Linked DNA regions of Mus musculus: all the other regions are linked to region 1. The links are chromatin contacts, called in public HiChIP or PLAC-seq and promoter capture Hi-C maps. All regions are on one chromosome and are shown on one strand. The core of a region is the stretch at or near the end of the contact, and the rest is flanking DNA. Distances in the headings are between cores, read along the strand shown.

Evidence for each region. Promoter capture Hi-C pulls out the DNA fragments that hold promoters and counts their contacts. HiChIP or PLAC-seq counts read pairs in DNA pulled down with a chosen protein or histone mark.
Region 2: a promoter capture Hi-C map of stem cell-derived epiblast-like cells shows a contact between it and region 1, with 4 times the contacts expected there. The contact joins the promoter of A630001O12Rik here to the promoter of Coa6 in region 1. A contact is called at or near these places in 10 of 39 promoter capture datasets (the C10 cell line, cranial neural crest, embryonic stem cells and 5 more), 4 of 115 datasets of contacts at active chromatin or transcription factors (effector CD8 T cells, embryonic stem cells, memory CD8 T cells and 1 more) and 1 of 9 other capture datasets (embryonic stem cells).
Region 3: an H3K4me3 HiChIP or PLAC-seq map of embryonic stem cells shows a contact between it and region 1, with 5 times the contacts expected there. The contact joins the enhancer-like site here to the promoter of Coa6 in region 1. A contact is called at or near these places in 3 of 39 promoter capture datasets (the HPC-7 cell line, cranial neural crest and embryonic stem cells), 1 of 484 Hi-C or Micro-C datasets (the G1E-ER4 cell line) and 2 of 115 datasets of contacts at active chromatin or transcription factors (craniofacial prominence and embryonic stem cells).
Region 4: a contact with region 1 is called in an H3K4me3 HiChIP or PLAC-seq map of forebrain, with 4 times the contacts expected there. The contact joins the promoter of Kcnk1 here to the promoter of Coa6 in region 1. A contact is called at or near these places in 1 of 484 Hi-C or Micro-C datasets (embryonic stem cells) and 3 of 115 datasets of contacts at active chromatin or transcription factors (embryonic stem cells and forebrain).

Annotation. Positions count from the first base shown.
Region 1 is chr8:126,420,236-126,425,784 of GRCm38.p6, forward strand. Coa6 (cytochrome c oxidase assembly factor 6) reads left to right here and starts at 2,266. Exons shown (of 2, transcript NM_174987.4): 1 at 2,266-2,595; 2 at 4,768-5,200. The coding sequence starts at 2,452. The coding sequence ends at 4,863. It overlaps Gm51604 (a long non-coding RNA gene), which reads right to left and starts at 2,135. Exons shown (of 2, transcript XR_003947620.1): 1 at 2,034-2,135. It also overlaps a transcript of Tarbp1 not described here.
Region 2 is chr8:126,846,743-126,852,166 of GRCm38.p6, forward strand. It overlaps A630001O12Rik (RIKEN cDNA A630001O12 gene), which reads left to right and starts at 2,278. Exons shown (of 2, transcript NR_151740.1): 1 at 2,278-2,488; 2 at 2,619-5,095. All of the region lies in intron 1 of Gm31718 (a long non-coding RNA gene), which reads right to left.
Region 3 is chr8:126,871,251-126,876,889 of GRCm38.p6, forward strand. All of the region lies in intron 1 of Gm31718 (a long non-coding RNA gene), which reads right to left. Among named protein-coding and RNA genes, the nearest start is that of A630001O12Rik, 25 kb to the left of the region's middle. Within about 2 kb of position 1,856, at least 42 of the 459 cell types and tissues checked have an H3K27ac peak or open chromatin away from gene starts, as enhancers often do.
Region 4 is chr8:125,992,657-125,998,484 of GRCm38.p6, forward strand. It overlaps Kcnk1 (potassium channel, subfamily K, member 1), which reads left to right and starts at 2,446. Exons shown (of 3, transcript NM_008430.2): 1 at 2,446-3,158. The coding sequence starts at 2,804.

The DNA of each region.
Region 1 (5,549 bases), core at 1,016-3,515:
CACAGACAAGGAAGAACTGTGGCTGCATGAGTGGTATATAGCACTAAACACTGCCCAAGAACAGATATAGTAAACACATTAAAGTCAATAATCATATTTTATATGGTGGTCATAATTATCTTCTTGTAGATCAGCCCCAACAATGATAACCCTTCTTGGGCCTATACTTTTGGCCAGGACTCTCCTGGGCTGACTTTTGGCCAGAAAGAACATATAAGATGGTAAACACATTAAAATTTAGTAATCAAGCTCTCTATAATGGCTGCTATTATCTTTCTGTAGATCAATTACAACAATGATCAACTCTCTTGGGCCAATTACTTATTCTATTAAAACCTGGGCACACACATTCATGCAGAAAAACATAAACAAAACATGTGCATGGCTAAAAAAGTGCTTAGAAAGCAAACGCCCAGGTCTAGGAGCAGAACCCAAAGGCTTCACATTCAGTCTCTGTGTGCCCTTCCTGATCAAATCTCTCCTAGCCCTAGAGACAGTTGTGATAATCTTTGCTGCCCTTTATGGTTTTACTATTTATGTATTTATCCTTAATACTGTAGTGGATATGAGTATCTGCATTTATTGCTGTGGTTACCAGTGAGAATATCGTGAGTATCTGCATATATTGCTGTGGTTACCAGTGAAGATGTCTGTCAATATCTGCATATATTACTGTGGTTACCAGTGAGAATATCAGTATCTGCATATATTGCTATGATTACCAATGAGGAAGTCAGCATCTGCATATATTGCTGTGGTTACCAGTGAGGATGTCTGTCAGTATCTCCATAGATTGCTGTGCTAACCAATGAGGACGTCAGTATTTGCATATACTGCTGTGGTAACCAATGAGGATTCAGTATCTGCATAGACTGCTCATTTTCTCAGCAGTGTTGCATCTGTCTTGTGCACCTTTAGAGAAGGAAAGGGTTTCTATGTCTTACGGTTTGTAGGTATAGTGAATGCCTGCACTGCAACTTGTCTTTTCTGTCCATTTCATGATGCTGTTTGGGTTTGTGTAGATGAGTGGGGCTAAAAAAAAACCTTTTCAAGGCTGCATGCATGTAGTACCCCCATGCATACAAAATAATAAATTTTTAAAAATTAATTTTCAACCCCTAAATCATATTTTCTCATACAGGTCCACCAGAGTTTTGAATAGGACTTTTTTTTTTTTTTAATATATTGGCAAGACACTGGGGAACATACAATGCATAATGTCTAACACCTTCAACAAAGTCTTGGATGGCTCCCATAATCATGTACATTAATCCTTCTACAGCAAACCCTCTTAGTTAAGTGAGACATATAAAGCATTATCACACCATTTTATCCCTCTCCCTCCTCTTCCTCTCTCTTATAAATCAATGAGTTCCAAGGAGTTTGTTATTTCAGAGTTGGGGAGGTTCTGTAACTAGTACAAGTTAACAGTAGCAAGAATACAGGTAGAATTTAATTAGTAAAAGTCGAGAGGAACCTCCTGGAGGAACTATCTGGAATTTGTCTGTAGAAGGATTTTCAGTGCAAATTTAAATTTCTACTAGCACCATCTCTCTAGAAACTGTACACTTTGCTAAACTTCATTTGTTTATAAGAGCCTCACTTTCTTGTCATCTACAGAGCTAAACTTCACTACTGAAATTGCTACTGTTATTTCAGTTTCCAATGAATTCTTGATTATGACGGTCGGGAAGAGATATACAGACAGCTGTGGCTGGCTGCGAACATCACTGCTTTTATTTCCCATTTCATTCATGTCTGCTCTTGATGTACCATTATGCACAGTCATAATTGCAGCCATATCGATAAAATGAGATAAATATACGAGACAGGGTTTCTCTGTGTAGCCCTGGCTGTCCTGGAACTCACTTTGTAGACCAGGCTGGCCTCGAACTCAGAAATCTGCCTGCCTCTGCCCCGCAAGTGCTGGGATTAAAGGCGTGTGCCACCACGCCCGGATACCTTTTTATAACCTGACATTGATAAAAGGCACAGGGAACCTCTAGCATGGCCAACCTCAGCTTCACCCTCACCCAGAGTCGGCGCTCTCCGGCGAGCTATCCCCTTCTCACCACACTCTGAGAACGGAGCTTGGTGCCGGCTCGGCCGCCTCCGCCAATTCCGGGTCCCTCTTCAGCCAATCAGGGCAGCCGCAGCTACAGAGGGCGGTACCAATCAGATATTAGTTTCCGCCCATAGGCCACGCCCCTGGTGCCGGAAATTATCCGCCGGAGAAACGGACTCGGCCGGAAGTCCCGCCCTTCTATTTGCAAACGGAGGCCGGGGCAGGTCAATCGGCGGCGGGTACTTTCGCAGTGAGTTTCCCTGTGCAGTCGGTGGACCTGCGGGGCGACACCGCCGTGCGGGAACCACAGTCCACACCGCTCTCCCACGTAGGCTGAGCCCCGGTCGCATGTTGCGTGGCTTCCCGCGTGACCACTGCAGGCAGGAATGGCAGCCCCTTCCATGAAGGAAAGGCAGGCATGCTGGGGTGCGCGCGACCTGTACTGGCGCTGCCTGGACGACAACGCGGAGGACGCGGCCCGGTGCCAGAAGCTGAGGAGCTCGTTCGAGGCCAGCTGCCCCCAGCAGTGGGTAAGTCCCGCGGGGTGCAACACATCCCTGCGCGCACCCTCACCTTAGGGTGGGTTTTGAGGAGCAAGGTCACGCGTTGGAAGTCACCAGTTAGTTGGTATTACTGGAGAAAATGACAGCGCTACCAGACTCTGGAGAAGGGACCTGGTGGTACAGCGCTGTGACTTCTGCAGGCGTCCATAGCCTTTCTCACAGCTCCTCCCCTAGAGCCTGGTCATATTAAGCAGTCTGGCTCACTCAGTATTAGTTCTTCCCTCTCTTCGCCTTGTCCCAGCCTCTGTCGACTCCTATAAAGACTGAGAGGTGTGTCCAAAGACACTCGTGCATGAGAGGGTGGGGAGGAGATGGAGGATCATGGGAATGTGTTCTGAGAGAGACACTTGGATTCATTCGCTGGGATTTTAAATTCAGCCTTGGGAGGTCTTGCATCCAGATTTATGCCGCGGGAGTCATGCATCAGAGGAGAAACATTTCTCCAGGATGAAGCAGCCTCTGTAGTGGAGGATTCGAACTAAGATCCTGAAGTGTACGTGTACTCTGCTCTACAGCGGTCCTATGAGAAAGATGTGGGCATGTGCTATGCAGGGACAAGAGAACCACAGCTCAGGGTGGCTGGTGCACCCACAGGTTCGGGAGGAGAAACACCCTAAGAGGTGCTGAGTTCTGGACAAGCTGTTGTCAACACCAAAATACTGCTCTCGCTTCAAGGGCTAGTCTGTTTTGTAGCCAAATATGAGTGACTGGCTCAGGAACAGAGTATGAGGTTTTCCCCAGATACCATTTGGCAGAAGTTTTATGCAGTCTTATGGAACAGAACAAACGGTGGAAACAAAAGGTAAGTTTGTTACAGCAAAGGAAGCCTTCTGGTTGGTGGAAGCCAGTGGTCTGTTAAAACATTACAGAAGGTTTCACCTGTCACCAGGGTGTTATGTCAGTCACAGAAGAGGGCAAGGGATTAAGAGAGCTTAAGAGTAGAGAGAGCTAAAGACAGACCTGGCAGCAATCAAACCTCTCCGTAGTCACTCCCGTTCTGATCAATCAGTCCTGTAGAAGGTATGGCTTGTCCCACCCCATTTAAGTTGGGATGGAATGCCTAAATTACCTTTAAATGTAATTGTCTCTTGGGGCATTGATCCTGACAGATGTTACAATAATTTGCCACAAAATGTGAGGGATATCATATGCTTTTTAATCTTATATCCTTTATGCAACACCCATTCTAGTGCAGTTAGTTCAAGATTGACAGACAGACTGAACAGATTTATGAATACCATGTCAAATACAACAGAGGGACAGAGGCCATCAAACCAAAGGGACTTAAGGGGAGGGATGAGGCTTCAGAGGAAGCAGTGTTGTGACAGGCTTAGTGGAGCTGTATACAAACAGTTCCTTACCCACTCTGAACTGGGGTCCTGTTTCCCATGAAGTTAAAGATTGAACATCGTGTTCAGAAACTGTTTGAAACCTACACCTGGGTTGGCAGTCAGGGCTACCTTTGATACTCTGGGCCAGAGGGTGCGCCATTCAAATCTGCCTGTTATGCAAGAGAACACGATTTCTCAGTGAACAAGGCGGGGGGGGGGGGGGGTCCATTAGGGCATACACTGAAGGCTTTTAACAAGAGCAGCATTTTCTAGTCTCACAGTGCACATGTTGGGGGGGAGGGGGTGTCCTGCATTTGTCCTGTCTACAGGTGCTGGGTCAGTATCACACCCCATGAAGAGAGAGGAAGCTGTGAATAAAAACCCCAAATCTTCATAATGTGACTAGTTAGTCATTTGTCTGCCTCCCCAGATGTGTGTGCTTCTAGATAAAACAGAGTTGAGAAAAATGCCAGGGGCAATAACTTATTCGACACACTGAACCTATAGCCAGCAATCATCTGTAAAACTGAAAGTTTCCTGACCTACTAGGCCCCAGTGTGCATAAAACTGTTTCATAAGTTCCCAGGTCGTTTGGACACTAAACAGAAACACTAGTCATGAAGGATAGACTCCTGGTTCTTCAGGCTTCTTAGAAGCTGACTAGACTCCTGACTCAGGATTCCAGAATACAAACTACCATCCTGCTTCAGTATCATTGATAATGAGTAACATGCTACGTTTAAATCTGTGCTTTTGATTCCCTAAGCTGTGTAACTTGCTCTAATGTCAGGCCTTTTTATCTCCATAGATAAAATATTTTGACAAAAGAAGAGACTACTTAAAATTCAAGGAAAAATTTGAAGCAGGAGGATTCCAGTCTTCACAGTCGACTGAAAATTCCTAGGCTCTTTCTGGACTTTCACACAAGTGGAATTTACTCCTCTGGACTTGCAGAAATGATTCCAGGACAAAAGCAGCTTGAGTCACAGTGTGTATCAGCACTTGTTCTCTGTAAACAAGAGTTACTAAATTGTTGGAATAGCAAAAGATCTCATCATCCAAACTATGAAGGACTGCCTTAATTAAAGTGAGGGATCTATTCTAAGAAAAAGCATAAAATCATTATATAAAAAGTTTATTATAAAAATACATTGTTTATTTTCCTTTCCCCCTTTGGAATAAGAGCTGCATATTAGGCAAATATAGTTGCACATAAAATAAATAAAAACTAAGATAGGTTATTCTGCGTGCTTCTGGCAGTTAGCACTTTAATACAAAAACTACACAATGAAGTTGGATGAAGTTAACTAATCAATGGGTTAACATTTGTTCAAATGTCCTCAGTGATCAGACAATACCTGGGTTGCTACCTACTTCAGTAAGACAAAGAAGAAATAACTATGTAGATTGGGAAGGGAAAACTGGGTCTATTCAAAGATGATTAAGAAAATGCCTAAGGATGCGCTCACAAATATGGAGATAATACTCACAAGTCACATATTTCTTTAAGAACTTGAATCCAGAATTAAAAAACAAAAAAATACCTCATGATTCTTGATAAGATAACTGATCCCATTTAAAAAGTGGGCA
Region 2 (5,424 bases), core at 1,028-3,527, 430 kb after region 1:
AATGTGGTGTGGTGTGGTGTGTATGTGTGTGTGTGTGTTTGCATGTGTGTGGTATGTGCATGTGTCTATCTGTATATATTTGTATCTGTATGTGTGTGTGTGAAGTGTGTATATACTTGTGTGTATATATTTGTGTATGTGTGTGTGTATGTGTGTATATGTGTGTGAGAGTGGTTGGTATGGTGTGGGTGTGTCTCTGTGTGTACATATGTGTGATGTGTGCATGTGTATGTCTCTGTGTGTGTATGTGTGTGTGTGTGTATCTGTGTGTGTACATAAGTGTAGGTTCCCAAAAAAGTGTCAGACCCTCCAAAGCTGAAGTTACAGGCTACTGTGAGCAACCTGTCATTGGTGCTGAGAACTGAACTTGGATCCTCTGCAAGAGGCTTCATTGCCCTTAGCTGCCAAGCCATGTTTGCAACCCGACCTGCTCAGCCTCTTCTCACAAAGCAGCAGATGGATTTCGTGAGGTCTCCCTGCAACAAGCTTTTACCTCGATCTCCTTCTAAGACCCAGTGAGGCCACACCATGAGGTCAGAGCTCTCACCCTCACAAAAGGAAAGTAGGAAGACAAATTCTCAGTCAAGGGCAATCGAGACAAAAGGAGCGGCAGCAAGGAGAGAAATGACAGCTAGAGAAGGAGTCAATCAATGACAAGCTGGATGGGTCAGTCCTGAAAGGCTCAGAGCTGCCTCCAGGGCAGAGAGCTCAGCAAACAGCACACAGAAGCTGGGTATAGCAGTGCACACTTGTGATCTCAGCACTGAGCTGAAGGTCAGCCAGCCTTGGCTACTTAGTGTGTTTGAGGCCAGCCTGAGCTATGTGAGCTCTTGTTCACATACCCCAATAAAGACACACACACACACACACACACACCATGGCTTCCCTGCTGCTCAAAGCCACAGAGCAGAACCGAAATCTCCCACAAGCCTCATGGCAGGTACCCATGTAGGCCGAGCTGCCAGCCACAGGCCACACGCAGCTGCTGTGGTTGACAGCACAGCTCCATCCCTGGCATGTTGTCACCTCCTGAAACAAGAGTGAAAGTCACCGCATCCTCAGCTCCATCCTTGAAGCAGCCTCTGAACCACGCCCCCAAACTGTGGCCCCTCGTGCAGAAGGCCCATGAGGGAACAGAAAGTCTGATGCCTGTCAGTCACTCCAGCACCCAGGTGCAGCTCTTCAAGCTACAGATAACCGTGTGACATCACCCAGCTGTTATTATCAGCACTGTGAGTGTTTACTTCATCTTCAAAGAGAGTTCCAGACTGGTATCTAGTGACTAAGTGGAGGTCAGAGATCCTCTGACATCAGTCATGCCCAGAAGGGACAAGCCCAGTTGCCAGCTCTCGGTGACCATGTGCAAACTTTGAGCTCCTTCCTGCCCAGTGCCTCTCCCAGGCTCCATACATGCCCTGGCCATGAGGCTGTCCCTGATGGCTGCCAGTCACATAGACACGTGGGTGTCACCTTCTATTGTTTTCCAGAGCATTCTCTCTGGAGTCCAAACATTGCCACATTGCCACTGTTGACACCACCTCTTAGAGAGCCTGCCCTTTATGACCCAACACAAGACACAAAAGGCATCAGACTGGTATTTCCTTTACCCCATAGGGATTTTTTATGGGGTTTTTATTTGGTTTCGTTTTTGGTGTGCTTCTGAGAATTGTCCTTTTGTTCTTCCGTTTGGTTGCAAAGAGCACTCTCCAAGGAATTCTGCTCAAAAAAAAAAAAAAAAAAAAAAAATCACACAGCTTTTTACCTGAAGCTTGTATCTCCAGAAGGAGACCTTCACCCACCACCACATCCTCCCAGGAAATAACAGCTTAAAGGACAGATGAACCCGCCATGGGGCCCTACTCCTCGCTGCTAGGCTCTGGGTAAGGTGAGCAGGGGCAGAAAGGCTGCATCTTCATGCTGGGACTCAGGAAGAGCCTCATTGTCTGTCTTAGGCAAGGACCTGCTCATCACACAGCCCAGATGTGAGCAGTTATTAGATCAACACTCCCCATACCACCACCATGGAGGAACCACTGACATTTACCTGGCCCTAGCAAAGGCCACCAAGGCCATGTCTGGGACTTTGAACTTTCAGTCACTCCCTAGTGAGGCCGTGCGTAGTATCGAAAGCCACCATCTTTTACGTTGTCTACCGAGGTAGAGGAAGTTTCTCAAAGACAAGCGATTGGAATCAGAGTTCAGAGGAAGCTGGCGTGAGAGCAAGGGGAGCCCCTGGCCTGCCTATCGCTGTACCAGAAGCTCCAACTGCCTCAACTCACAGCATTCTTACTTGCAGCTACATAGCCCCACCAACATTGCTAGGCTGAGCAGGACCAACCGACCATCTGCCTGGTCATGCAATGTGCAAGAAAAAATAAGAAGAATGTGCTGGAAGGTCAGAGCGCTAACCATCTAAGGCGATGATGGGTAGGCGCCAAGGCCCAGGGACATAGAAGTGTTCTGTAAAGGAGTCCCAAGTCTCCATTGGGTGAGTAATCTCATCTCTGAGCACAAGGAATGCTCTTAGAACAGGTTGTACCTGACCCGCCACAGTCAGCTCTGCACTGTCCGTGGAAATTCCTGGTATGACCATCCTAACCATGTGTTCGTCTTCCTAGTACTGCATCACCAACCTAAGGATTGACTGAAGCCCAGGGAGATGACCTCACTACCCATCACCAGAAGAGACTCTCAAACCCAGCTGCCCCTTCAGAGCTGACTCCTGGCATAAGGATGCCCTGATCTGGGCACAGCCCCAGAAACCTATCCCTGGACTCTGTCCGTTGACCACAGGAAGAGCTCCAGTTGAGTCAAAGGGGAGTCTGGCTAGTGGTAGGGCTGCAGGATCCAGCTTAATCCCCTTACTCATCTAAAAGGTCACTGAAGGGGCAGCGGCCTTAAGGGGCAGATCATCAGTGTTGACTACAAGTTCAAAGAATCCACAGAAAGCCACACAGTGCCCCCTGGCTCCAACCTCAGAAATGGAGCCGACCCTGACTCAGAGAGGAAACAAAGGCTGACTCACTCACCCTCCACTTCCTCCTTTTGCCCAGCTCAGCCAAGACCAGCACTGGCTTCCAGCGACAGACAGGTGACCACTACTTGCAAACCTGCAAGGGGGAGCACAGGCTCACTCTGCCAAGGACCACCAGACCTCGATTTACTACTGCCCTCACCCTCTGTATCTTCCACACAGTGCATGGCTGGTAATGGCGCTGTCCTGTCTTGTCCTGCCTTGACCTTGGCTGTGTTATTCTTCACTTCCCTGTTCAGCGCACAGCCACACTTTCCAAACATCATGAATCATCAGTACAGAGCAACGGCCACTTAGTAAAGCAGGAAACCACTGCACGCCAGGCCTGGACAGAGCAGTTCCCTGCTCTGGCCTCTCCTGTCCCCTGATCACTGTGACACAAAGCCACAGTGGAGGTCCCAGGGACTATTGCACCACTGGGTATTCAACCCCTACACCATCAGCCCTTATACTGGGCAGGATCTTCCTAGCTGAGCCTTCCCTGCCTGAGCTGGCTAAAGTGAAGCTGGTATCTTCCAGTCTCAGAGGGAGGGAAAGAGGTCAGGTCATTCAAAACCCTGGCTGTTAGAAAGACTGTATCCGGTAGACAGCAGAGCCATCAAACAGACATGGGGCTTCCTCTTGCAGCCTTGCAGTTATGAACAAAGGTTGCCTCTGTCATCAAAGCCCCTGCAGACTAGACCCCCTCTGAATAACATGCAGCAAGTTCCCAAAGAATGGACACCAATGAAGCCCATACATCAATCAACAACAGGGACTGATGAAATGGCTTAGTGTTAACAAACTTGGGGATCCAAGTTCTAATCCCCAGAGCCCACATAAGAAGTAAGTGAAGCACAGCTCCCGGTTCTGGGGAGACACACTGGGAGAGTCTGTGCTTGCTGACATCTGCTCTCTCCAATCTGTGAGCTCAAGTGCAGTGAGAGACCCTGTCTCAAAAGGTAAGGTGGAGAGGTGACTGAAGACACCACCCATGTGGAGCCATGTCTTCCCTGTATGTATGCACACATAATCATGTTAAAAAATGAAGACAGCATGAACATGAAGTTTCTCTGACAGGTCATGTCTATCCAAGATGACCTCTTGTGCTCTCTGTCCCATGGTCTAGACTTTGATTATTTTTCTGAGTTCCATGGAGGAATCACACATGGCTACATTCTCTTAAGGAGCCTCCATTCGGTGACAGCTGGATGGATCAGGACAGATGACCAGGGTCAAGGGTAGAGACAGGCATGGCAGACCTTCCTCCTCAAATACCAAATATCCAATATAGTAATCAAATCCCAGATCGCAGACATTATGGAATTAACTAAATTAGCCGCTGCAGACCATGGTTCTGGATAGCCAAACAGATCCAAGTGTCTTAAAAATATATAAATCACAATGTTCTAGCCCTTCACATCCGGAAACACATTTTAGACCCTTGGAGATAATAGAAGTATCGCCTGAAAACAAAACAAAACAACCTGTTTCTAGAGCTGGAGAAAGAGTTCAGTGGCTAAGAGTACTGGCTGCTCATAGAAGACCCAAATCTGGTTCTCAAGACCTACAGAGAGGCTCACAAGCATCTACAACCCCGGTTCCACGGAGTCTTCTTCTCACCTCCACAGGTGCCCAGCATGCACATGGTGCACATACACATATGTAGACAAAAAACTCATACACATAAGCTAAAAATAAATTTTTTAAAAATCCTGATATCTCATCAGACATCTGGGAGAACCAAGGTCCAGATGACTTCCCGAAGGTCACACAAGGTAAAGCAGAGCCAAGAGAGCTCACAGCCTCTGGCTGGTAACTTAAGGTTGTTTTTATTTATCATAACTGTCATTGCAGTGGGTGAATAATCTAGGAGCCAAATCAGATGTCCTTCACACCCTCTGAAGCTACTCTTAGGATGAGCCAGAATGTTCTGCATCAACCCACGCATGTGAGAGGATCTACCAAGTTACCTGATATCAGGTATAGTTACCTGATACCTTAGTCAGAAGGTCATCAACTTCTTCAACAGAAGTTATGCATTTAGGTGCCACCATATTTTCAAAGGAGTCCTTTACACAGAAAAAAAAAAAAAGACTCAATGAATTAGAAAATGGCTGTCACATTTCTTTTTAAGATCTAGAGAGCAAATTTGGAAGAGGGTTAATTTTGTGTGCCTAGTCTGTGCCAGCTACTCGATTTCATCCTTGTACTGTAAAAACAGTATTGAATGTACACCAGCAGACACAGTGTGTACCAATAAAACTTTATCAACAACGTATTATAAACACTCAGTCTAGCTCAGGCAATGTTTGGGCCTGAACCTAAATCTCTGATTGGCTTCCTTCCCATCACCTCAGATTCTGCAGATATCAGGGAATGAACCATCACCGTGTCCCTGCTGCTGTAGA
Region 3 (5,639 bases), core at 606-3,105, 450 kb after region 1:
TCATGGGGAATAGCAAAAAAAAAAAAACTTCATAGATACCCACTCCATAAATAGCAGGCAGGGGCAGATAAGAGGGCTGTAGAGGTGTTTGGCATCAAACCCTTATGACCTGAGTTCAATCCCCAGCAACCACATGGTGAAAGGAGAGAACCAATTCCCCCAAATAATTCTCTGACCTCCACATACAACATGGCAGGCGCACTTGCACATCCAAACAAAGGAATAAATGTAAATAATTAAAAGAAAGGTCTCTTACATTTTAAACCTTTAAACATGAGGTCAGGCAAGGTGGTGCACACTTGTAGTCTCAGCACTTGCCAATCAGAAGCAGAAGAATGCCAAGTCTAAACACAGCCTGACTACCTAACAAGGCACGACTTCACAACTCCAAGGGCTGGTCAGCGCTTGGGAGACAGAGGCAGGTGGATCTATGAGACCTCAAGGCCAGCCTGGTCTGCAGAACTAGTTCCAGGACAGCCAGGGCTATATAGTATAACCCTGTCTTAAAACAGACAGAAACAAACAGATCTAAGGGCGGGCTGGGGAGCTCCGGGTGTAGTTCAGTGGTGGCAAGTTTGGTTTTCCTGAGTGAGACTCCGATGAGGGGCAAGGGAGAGATCATAAATGGTCGTTAGGAAAACTCAGAAGCCGATGTAGAGAATTCAAGACAGTATTAAGAGTAAAAGGATGAAGCCATCCAGAAATAAGGACTGGGTTTTAAAAACAGAGCAAATCCAGAAGATCCAGACTTAAGATCAGCAGCGAGGATAAATGGGAACGCAACACCGCAAATGGCAGGAAGTAAGAGAACTGAAGGGGATCGGGGAGAAAGGGCCAAAAACAAATGATGGGCAGATGGGAGCCAAGAGTCCCCCCTCCCCCGAAACTGAAAACTGAAGCAAAGAGCAGAACAAAGTTAAAATCAAGCCACTCAGGAAAACCTTTCTGGAGAAATGTCACAAATGTACGAAAGTGCAGGCAGAAAGTAAAAATAAACACGCTGGAATGGTTTCTGGTAAAAATTTTTAGATTTCAGAGGAAAGTACGAAGCCGCCTGCATATGCAACGATGTTTGTAGGACAGATCTGGGCTAGAAATTTATAATTAGAAAAGATCCGGGGAGGCAGAAACAGGTGGATCCCTGGGAGACGGGCCAGCCCAGACTGGCCTACTTGATGGGTTCTGGGACAGTGAGAGACCCTATCTCAAAACACAAGGTGGATGGCTGAAAACTGACACATGAGGTTGACCTCTAACCTCCACATACGCCCCCAAACATATGTACATGTACATGCATATACACACACACACACATGAAGAATTCAGACGGGACATAGCAAGGAGGGCTGATATCTGTCACATATCTGGGCCTCAGCCGGGAAGTCTCAAAAGCTGGGGTAACTCCATAGCTGAGGTTTGGAGTCAACTAGATGCCTGACCTCTCAGGCATCTGGAGCCAGGACTCAGCTGACTCAGAGACCCAGCCTGCTGACCAGAGGCCTCACGTGTCTTCTCCATGTGGCTCAGCTTCCTCCCAGCACGGCCACCACACAGTGGTCAAACTTCCCTAGTGACAGAGACCAGAAGCATAGGACACAAAACTCAAAACAGAAGCCATATAGCCTCATGAGGCCCCCTGTTTCAGATATCACATAATGTCACAGTCCCCTTACTTACTGGTCAAAGTCATCTCCCATGCATGAGAAGGAGGGACAGAGACCTCATCTATTAGTGAGAGAAGAAGCAGAGCTTTGAGGGTATGTCCTGTAAATCACCAGGGACATATTCCCAGGGTTGTGGTGTTCTTGCATGTCCTGCCTGATACAGTATTGCTTACCTCCTTCATGGCACACTGCTGGTCTGTGAATGTCATGCACTCACAGCCTCCCGCTTCCCTGTAGGGGTCTCGGGGTTCTCAGTTGCTGGGGTGGACATGGAGTCTTTAGTGGGTATGATAATGGCTACTCTCTATTGCCAAATTGATGGGAGTTTTGAATTGCTTCTGAGTGTGCCTTTGAGGGCATTTCCAGAGAGGCTTCACTCAGAAGGGAAGACCCACCCTGAATGAGGGGTGGTCACCATCCCATGGGACAGGACCCCAGATGAATAAAAACAGGAAGGAGACGGAAAGCTGAGCCACAGTATTCTCTCTCTGACTCCAGACTGTGGGTGCCGAGTGAAGAGCTCCCTTCGTCACACTGTGTCCTGCCCACCACGAAGAACTGCACCTTCAAAATAGCCCTGCCAGTTGGTCTTGTCAGGTGTTTTGCCACAGCAACGGGAAAAGTAGCCAAGACAGTTTCTAAACCTGTCAGCGACCCTTCTACCGTGATGGATGGCCCACCCCTGTCTTGCAGCCTGGTTCCTGTTAAATCCCCATAGCTCTTGTCAGGACTCTTAAAAGGAACAAATGTATATTTCTGAATATTGAAAAACACAAAGGCACAAATGTTGAGTTATTAAACAAGTTCACAGTAGCTTCCTCCTCACAATGCTGCTTGATTGAAAATAATTGGGCAAAGAAAATGAATTCCAGACCAAACTGAGTAGTTGTTTTCCTATACAGAAAGAAATTTTTCTCCTCCCACCATCAAAACCCCTAAAAATGCCACTAAGACCGTTAACTAATACCCACTTGGGACAGGAATCATATGACTTTAATCTACAGACTCACACCTTTGGCCTGAGCTGGCTAGACACAGAGGGTGACAAGCTCCTAAGGACTGATAGTCCAACTCTAGAGGTTCTACGGGTCACTGACAACAAGAATTTCTCTTGGATCAACCCTGAGACTGGGCATGAAATTATACGAGAGAGAGAGAGAGAGAGAGAGAGAGAGAGAGAGAGAGAGAAGAAAAGAAAGAAAAAGAAACATAGAGGCAAACCCACATCCCAGAGGGAGGCCAAACCAAGCTAATCAAAGCAAAAGAAAGTCCAGACCCAAACCCAGATCCCACCCACAGGCTCAAATGTGATTCTGGCTGTCTGAAAGCAGTTCTCAGACAGAACCTCAGGCGATGAATCAGTTTCCTCAGACACTGAGGGGGGATAAAGCCACTGCTGCGGAGCCGGAGTGCTGGTCGAGGAGAAGCTGTGAGAATCCAGCAGAGTGGGGTGGGAGTAGGGGGTGGTGCACACAGTGAGAAAAGCCACGGTGAATCCCCAGTCTAGACAGTGAGCCCAGAATGCCCAGGGAAAAGAAGCAAAGGATAAGAATGAAAAGAACAGGTTCAGAGGAGCCAGCTGGATGCACCTCCAAAATGTGGGTGGGGGGAGGGTGGGACACGCAAGACAGCTGTGCAGTCAAAGTTGCTTAAAGTCACAGAGAAGGGGCTGGGGAGGTGGGTGGGCATCCAAAGTGCTGTCCTTGCAAGCATGGGGACTTGAGTTAGACACCCAAGAACACACATAAACAAAAGCCCTGGGTGGTAGCATATCCTGGTTATACCAGCACTGGGGAGGTAGGGGCAGAAGAGTCTGTACAGCTGTCTGCACAACCTAGCCTGATCATTCCCAGGCTCTAAGGATAAATACTACCTTAAAAAAATCCCACACCCAAAAAGGAGAGGAAATGAGGAAGTATTCGTAGGATCCAGTGAGTGGGGAGAGACTTTGGGTTGGATATACATTGATAAAGATACATTGTATACACATATGAATTATCAAAGAATAGAATTTAAAGTTCTGGTAAGTTTAAAAACTAGGGCCTAGAGAGAAGGTTCAACTAAATGAAGAGCACTGTTCTTCCAGAGGACAGTTTCTATTCCCAGCACCTACAGAACAGCTCAAAACCATTTATAGATCCATTTCCAGGGCATCTGGTGCCCTCTTCTGGCCTCTGTCAGGCACAAGTATAGTACGCAGAAATGCAGACAGGCAAAATAAAATAAATCAATAAATCAATCAATAAATAAGGTTTTTGGTTGTTTTTTTTTTAAGATTGAAATTTTAAAAGATCAAGGTGGTCAGCCTGGCCTACAGAGTGAGTTCCAGGACAGCCAGGGCTACACAGAGAAAACCTGTCTCGAAAAACCAAATAAATAAATAAATAATTGAGATGGATAGCACTTGAAGAATAACATCAACATTGTCCTCTTGGCCCCTACATGGCATGCACACACGTGCACATAGGCATACAAGATAAAAAATCATTAATAATAATAATAATAATAATAATGATAAACAGGATGAAAGCACGCATCTCTTTTTCCATCCGGAAATCAACTCACATTATAAACATAAACAACGTCTATCTACGTTCCTACAGAAGGACGATTTCCGAGCAAGTCCATACACCAAGCCATACAATGTGGGCAAGACAGCAGAGCAAAGCCTTGACATACACTGTCTAACTCAGGGAGATGGTTTTGGGATGAACAGGACTCAGAGGTTAAGGGCTGGTCCCAGTGCCTCACAGCAAGCACACTTCCAGGGCTGAGGGAAACAGCTGCCATCTGATAGCAGACCTCTCTCCTGGGACATAAGCTCTGGTACAGCAGTTTCCCTGTCTCTCTACCTAGAAAACTGGCAAATGGTTCTTCTGAGAAAAGCAATGACAAAGACAGGAAGGAGATTTGTAAGCTAGAAAATGAAGGGAGGCAGCCTTCAGGGATCACACTACCTGACATGGGGGTACAGTCCAGTGATTCCATGTCTGTGAGTGAGCAGAGGCCACAGGAAGATGGGCCCTCTTCTGCGCCAGGAAATATCAGTGCAGTGGTAGAAGCAGGTAGAAACTGAAAGGAGCCAGTGTGAGCTGAATATCAGAAGCATCTATGGGCTGGGGAGACACTCGGTATGTAAAGTGCTTGCTTCCACAAGTACAAGGACCCAAGTTGAGATCTCTAGCACCCACACAGAAGCCAGATGTGGCAGTTTATATCTATAATCCAAGTACTTGCGATAGAGACAGGAGGATCCCTGGGGTTCGCTACCTATGCAACCTGACTAAATCAGCAAGCACCCAGGTTCCCCGAGAAGCCCTGTCCGGAGGCATAAAGTGGAGAACGGTAAAAAGGTAGCCAATATCACCCTCCACATGAGAGCAGACTCTGCACCCGGGCTGCAGGATCAGGAATAACTCCAAGTTGTGTCCCGTAATGCCTCTGACTGACAGGAGCAACTGAGACCCTGGGTAATGGCTAATTACCTCCCCTGAACAGCAGGATCATTGGTCATCTTGGCTGCTACCCAAGTCCTAAAAGCTCCTGAGTCAGCACCCCTTCCTCCAGGAGGTTCCTGTGGCCTATGACCCCACAGGTGCTGGGGTTTGCGTAACAGCCCTCCTGACATAATGAGAACCTGGGAAACAAGTCTTTTCTTGGTCGTCTGAAATCACTGGAAGCCACCCGAATGGTTACATGGACACTCTAAGTCAGCATCTTAGTCACGCAAGGTAGCTCAGGGACGGCTGGGGGAGTTTGTTTTCACTTCCCTGAGACTAGGAGGCACATGTGTAAACACAGGTCTGAAAGAGCCCTTGTTCCTAGTCTGTGCGTCCCATCTTCCTGCTCAGCCTCTGCATGTCTGCTGCCAACACCCAGGGCTCCGGTTGCAGCTCCTTACAGTATGAAATGGCCCTGGGGACTGAGGCCAGGGCAGGAGGCCACTATCAAATCTGGAAGGCTGACCCTGGTCCC
Region 4 (5,828 bases), core at 1,196-3,695, 430 kb before region 1:
GGGAAAACTACAGCCCTATTTTGCTGTGTCACTGAATGATCGATCAGGAGGTTGGACTCAAATGAACTACCCACCTGACACATACATGTGGCCTTCCCACCGAGGTTCAAGGTTCCCTGACTGGACGAGTGTTCCAGGGGTCAAGGTCAGCAGCTTCGGTTTTTATGTCCTTCCCTTAGAAGTCACACAGTGTTTTCTTTAATGAAGTCCGCTGGTTGGGACAGTCTCGGGCAACCCAGTCTCAAGCACAGAAGACCCAGCTCTGCCTTTTTATAAGAGGAGTCTGAGAATTTGCCAACACCTGTGTTAAGGTCCCTACCTGCTGCATGTGTGTTTGTGTGCATGAGGAAGCCACCATACCTGGACACGCAGTATCACTATCATCGCAGCATCCAGGACACTGGGAGAGTTGTGGGCTTCGGAGAAGGAAGAAGCACCCGACCCCCACACACCAGAGACACTAGCAGGAACCGGTAACCCGGGCCCCTCAGGTGGAGGAGGCATCTTGAAGCGGCAGCAGCAGGGAACAACAGAGAGGAGGGTAACACTGTGAGGGCAGGAGGCCTCTGATGGTATATCCTCCAGGGAATGACAACCCCAAGGACAAACAGGGCAGGTGAGCATAGCTTAGCATCTCACAGGACAGTGTGTGAGGAGGAAAGGACGGCTGAGCGTGACTCGGGTTCTCAGAGAGCTGGAGCGCAGCTCTGTGTCTCAGAAAGCAAACACCCAATGTGGTGGGTTACTGTTTCCCCTAGAAAACAAGATGTGTTTGTCCTTGGGAGAGGGGAAGAAGGAAGAAATGGATGACCAATGGGGGGACTTTGAAATACAGAGAGTGATGTGGAGGGATCTCTGAGGAAGGCAGGAGGTGAGATTATTCACTAAAATTAAAAAAAAAAAAAAAGAGTAAATCTGCTGCACACTCTCTATGAATATATGACTTCTAAGAACGTCTGTTCAGTAGGCAGATGATGGAATTTTCCAAGTATTTAGATTAATTCGGATTTACTTTAATGCTTTCTCTTACTGATATCATCTACCATAGATGAGGAGTATTTTTTTTTAATATAAGAAATTGAAGCTACCTCTCTCCTCTACTTCCCCACAAACAGCTGCTGGAGGCAGTTCTACTTCTACATGTTAGCCTGCTTTGCAGACACAGTTCTGTTACAGGGTACAGCATAAACGGTTCGCATATTTGAGATTCCAGACAGCTGTGCTTACGTCTGCATAGTCTTCAAATTCATCTTTAAAGATCAGATGTCATCTTGGCTGGGGAACGGTTCAGCAGTCCAGGTGCTAACCACGGTCCCGGCAACCGGAGTCCATTCCCGGAGTTCATTGGAGACATTGATAATAATGATAATGCTATGATGATGATGATGATGCTTCAACATTTTTTTTTTTAATTCGAGTCCTGAGTGTCTGACCACAAGTCTGGGTACCCAAGTACTTTACCACTACGTCATCTTTCCTGCTCCCATTCCCCTAGTTAGGAGCCTTTAGAATGTCCCTGACTCTTGACTCCATGTGCATGTAATGACAAAAATACACCTCTGTGTGTGGAGTGGTGGTTTGAATGAAAATGGCCCCCACAGGCTCATAGGGAGTGGCGCTATTAGGAGGTGTAGCCTTGTTGGAGGAAGTGTGTCGCAGGGGATTGAGCTTTGAGGTTTTAAATGCTCACGCTGACCCAGTTTTATTCTTTCTCTCTCTCTCTCTCTCTCTCTCTCTCTCTCTCCTGTTTGCCAATCCAGATGTAGAACACTCCGCTCTTTCTCCAGTATCATGTCTGCCTGTGTGCCACCATGTTCCCAGTCATGATAATTATAGACTAAACCTCTAAAACCGTAAACCAGACCCAGGTAAATATTTTCCTTTATGAGAACGGCTGTGGTCATGGCGTCTCTTCACAGCAATAAAAACCTAAGACAATAGGTATGATGTATGGCACGATATATAAGACAGGATACAGCTATGCTGAGTCTTATGTATGTGACTGTCATCCTTCTCTAGGAAGTGTCACAGAGTCAGGTCCTCCACCCCCACCCCTAGAAGCACACAGCTAGACTCTAGAAGCACACGGCTGCACATGTCTATGCAGAAATGTAGAACCCAACCTCATCCACCATCAGTTCCTCCGTGCCCTAGCGCACATTTCCATTTCTGTCTCCTGACCACGAAGTCCTTAAAGTTTGGGGTATTGTTTAGGCTAAAATCCAGAAGCTGTGTTTTCCTGTTCCAGGTGGAGGATGGGGTCAGGAGAGGATTCAAGTAGCTTTTTAGAAAGAGGTTCATTGTATTTTCAATAGTCTGGGCAGCAAATGGCTTAGCTGTCCAGTCAACAAGACAGAGGAAGACAGGATCTATCTGTACCCTTGGTATTTGGCTATAGTAGCTTTAATCAGGAGGAATGCCTGGGGGGACAAAAGTAGCTAGGACGGGGGTTACGGTGGCGCGCGCGCGCGCGCGCACACTCTCTCTCTCTCTCTCTCTCTCTCTCTCTCTCTCAGCTCAGGCCTGCTGACTGCACTGGGGAAGGGAAGAGGGAGCCAGGCAGCCTCCGGGTGGCCTGGCCAGGGTCTGGCGCCACCAAACCTGCACTTTCCGGTTTCGGAAGCCAGGTAGGGGGCGCGGGCAGCCAGCAGCTCCCGCCAAGTGGGTGAGAGCGCTCCGCCCGACCAACTCCCGCTACCTGAGCCGGCCACCACGTCACCGCCACATCATCTGGCCTCTTGTATTTGCACGAAACCAGGAAAGGGAGCGGCGGCGGGAGGCGCGGAGCGCGGGCGCCGGGAAGATGCTGCAGTCCCTGGCCGGCAGCTCGTGCGTGCGCCTGGTGGAGCGGCACCGTTCGGCCTGGTGCTTCGGCTTCCTGGTGCTGGGCTACCTGCTCTACCTGGTGTTCGGCGCCGTGGTCTTCTCGTCCGTGGAGCTGCCTTATGAGGACCTGCTGCGCCAGGAGCTGCGCAAGCTGAAGCGGCGCTTCCTGGAGGAGCACGAGTGCCTGTCGGAGCCGCAGCTGGAGCAGTTCCTGGGCCGCGTGCTGGAGGCCAGCAATTATGGAGTGTCGGTGCTCAGCAACGCCTCGGGAAATTGGAATTGGGACTTCACCTCGGCGCTCTTCTTCGCCAGCACCGTGCTCTCCACCACAGGTAGGGCCGCTGCTGCCACCTTACCCCAAACCCCGGCGTCCCCAGGCCTCCGCTGGGCGCATCCTGCGGTGGCTCGCAGTGGCGGCAGCCAGTGAGGTGACCCCGGAGCACGATATGGGTACTGCAGCTGTTACTCTTTGGGAATGGTCTCAAACACTCTGGACCTTGAGGCTGCAGGGGTCTCATTCACTTCTCCGTCCTTGTGAGGAGCAGGTAGGAGCTGATGGGAGGGTAGGTCCCCGACATTTCTGTCCTGGCAACTGAGCAGCAAGACCAGGAGATGAGGAGAGTATCCTGTGCTTAAGAGCGTTCGCCTCCTTCTGGCCCCATCCCAGAGACCCCAGGCCGAGAAACCTAGCAATGACCCTTGGATGGGTCACCTTCATGACTGTGACTCCCTTCCCTACTGTAGACCTATTACAGCTTCTTTGGATCTGTTTTGGGGACAGTGGTGACATCACTCTGCTCTCTGCAGGTGACCTCTAAGCAGGCAGGCCTATGGGGGTTTCAGAGTAGGAGGAAGGGTGGGAGAAGGGAAGGGAGTCACTTGACCTGGGCCCCACATGGTGGGGCTTCCTGAATCAGCGGTTACTTCAACTTTAGGTGCGTTGAGCTTCTCTTCTACTTTGAGGCTTCAACGTCTTCAAGAGGCTTAGAAATCCAGCTGAACATACATGCCCAGGGGCATAGCAGTTAGACTAGATGGAGAGAGGCCAGGTTTCGTCAGTGGTGGCTAGCCATGCGTGCAGGCTAGGAAGGACATAAACGGTGCACGGACAGCCAGAGGGACTCTCAAAGGGCCTCAGTACCGTGCCTTCTTCTTATGCATGAGATCCAATTTTTGAAATGGCCCCTTTTGGCAGGCACAAGGTCACACAGTGCCCAGGGACACTCTGGAATCCGAGCCTTGTGAGTTCTTGCCAGGAACAGTGTGTTATGCCCCTGCCCCACCTTTGCAAGTGACTCAACTGCACCTGGGTTACTCCAGCCGTTCCTTCTCCCTCCTCTCTGCCTCTCAGGCTGACCCTTCTCAACTTCCTTTGGGCTGCGGCCGGGTAAATTATTTTATTAATTACCCACTATTGTAAACACCCAACCTCCAGCCAGATCAGGTAAATTTATTGTTTGGAAATCTGGGGTGAGTTCCTGAACTTGTAATCGACACAGAAAGAGTTCTAGGCTGTGTTGCGGTATTTTTTAAAAAAAAAAAAACTGTGTTAAATGGATGCCGAAACAAGACAAACCTGTTGGCTCACTTTCCAAAGAAAAGTCTCCTCCCCCCCCTGCTGCTCACAGTCCCGGCTTTATCTCAACATCACCCAGGCCAGTCAGGTCTTTTTGGATCCTATTTGTGTCAGAGTGTAAATCCCTCCTCCACCATAGACATGAATGTTTACATAAAGTTCACAACTGGCTCACAACGTTGGCTGAGCAGTTTGAGAATGAAGACTGCCCTTACCCTGCGGGCCTGGCAGACAGGGCAGGGATAGGAAGAGCCAGGAGAGAAAGCATGCTTTTCCTAGGTGGCGTTTGTGGGCAGTGCTGAAGTTCTTGTATAATCCTGGTATCCTATGCATCAAAAGCTAGTTCAGATCCCATTTCTTCTGGGGAATCTTTGTTTAATGTGAGCTCAGCCCCTAATGTTAGGAATCACCACAACTCCTGAAATATCCTCGAGAGGGGAGTGGGGTGTCTGATGTATGAGGGGAGGAGTGGGGTGTCGTGTTGGTATTCCTATTGCATTGTCCTTCTGAGGAAGAAAGTCTGTACTGTGGTATTGGAACAAGGGTTTATTTAAGAAAGGAGAGCAAGGGGCACTTAGGGATAAGCCAGACAAAGGAGGAGACTCTCCGTGTATAAAACCAGCTGATCGGTGAGACGGTGGGTGTAGTGAACAGAGTGCTGTGAGTCAAAGCCCCTCCTCTCTCAGTTTTGAGCTGATGCCATCATCGGACACATTTGATAGCACCTCTGGTTTCCAAAATGGTTTTGTGGCAGAGATGCAGATGGTGCTAAGATTGGAGCTGGTGGGTTTCACCACTTAAGAAACTGTTCACTGCAAGAGAAGACCTCAGATGGCCTGCATCCCTCCTCCCCTCACAGTAAACTTTCCGTCAGTTGACTGTGACTGTCAGCTAGTTTGGCCCTTTCCTGTTTGGCTGGAACAGTAGGGCAGGCTTCACAAGGGTACATTTCTGCTGGCCTTGGGTACTGGGGAAGCTGAGGCAGGTGGATTGCTGTGATTTTGAGGTAGTAAGACCTTGTTTCCCACTCCCTACTAAACTCAAACCACAGCAAACCCCATAAAGACACCCTTGCTGGCTGCCATTTTAGCATAGGCTAACAAGGGCTTTTGTCAGTGTCTGCTGGCCCCCATGCCACCAGCTTCCATCGATGGAAGGAAATGGGTGGAATGTCCCCAGCCCTTTTAGAAGAGGCCTAAGGATAACAAAATTCTTCACTGGTCTACAGCCATGCTCTGGATGTATCTATTCTCTGAAGCTAAGCAGGGTGAAACTTAGTTAGTACTTAGATGGGAGGATCTGTTTTTAATCTTCCTGGGTAGAGGAGACAAGATGGTTGCCTCTCCCCACTGCAAGTTTCTTGGCTGAGACACCACACAAGGAGAGGCATCTCCACGTATTTGCTGTTCACAGAAGTGGCACAGCA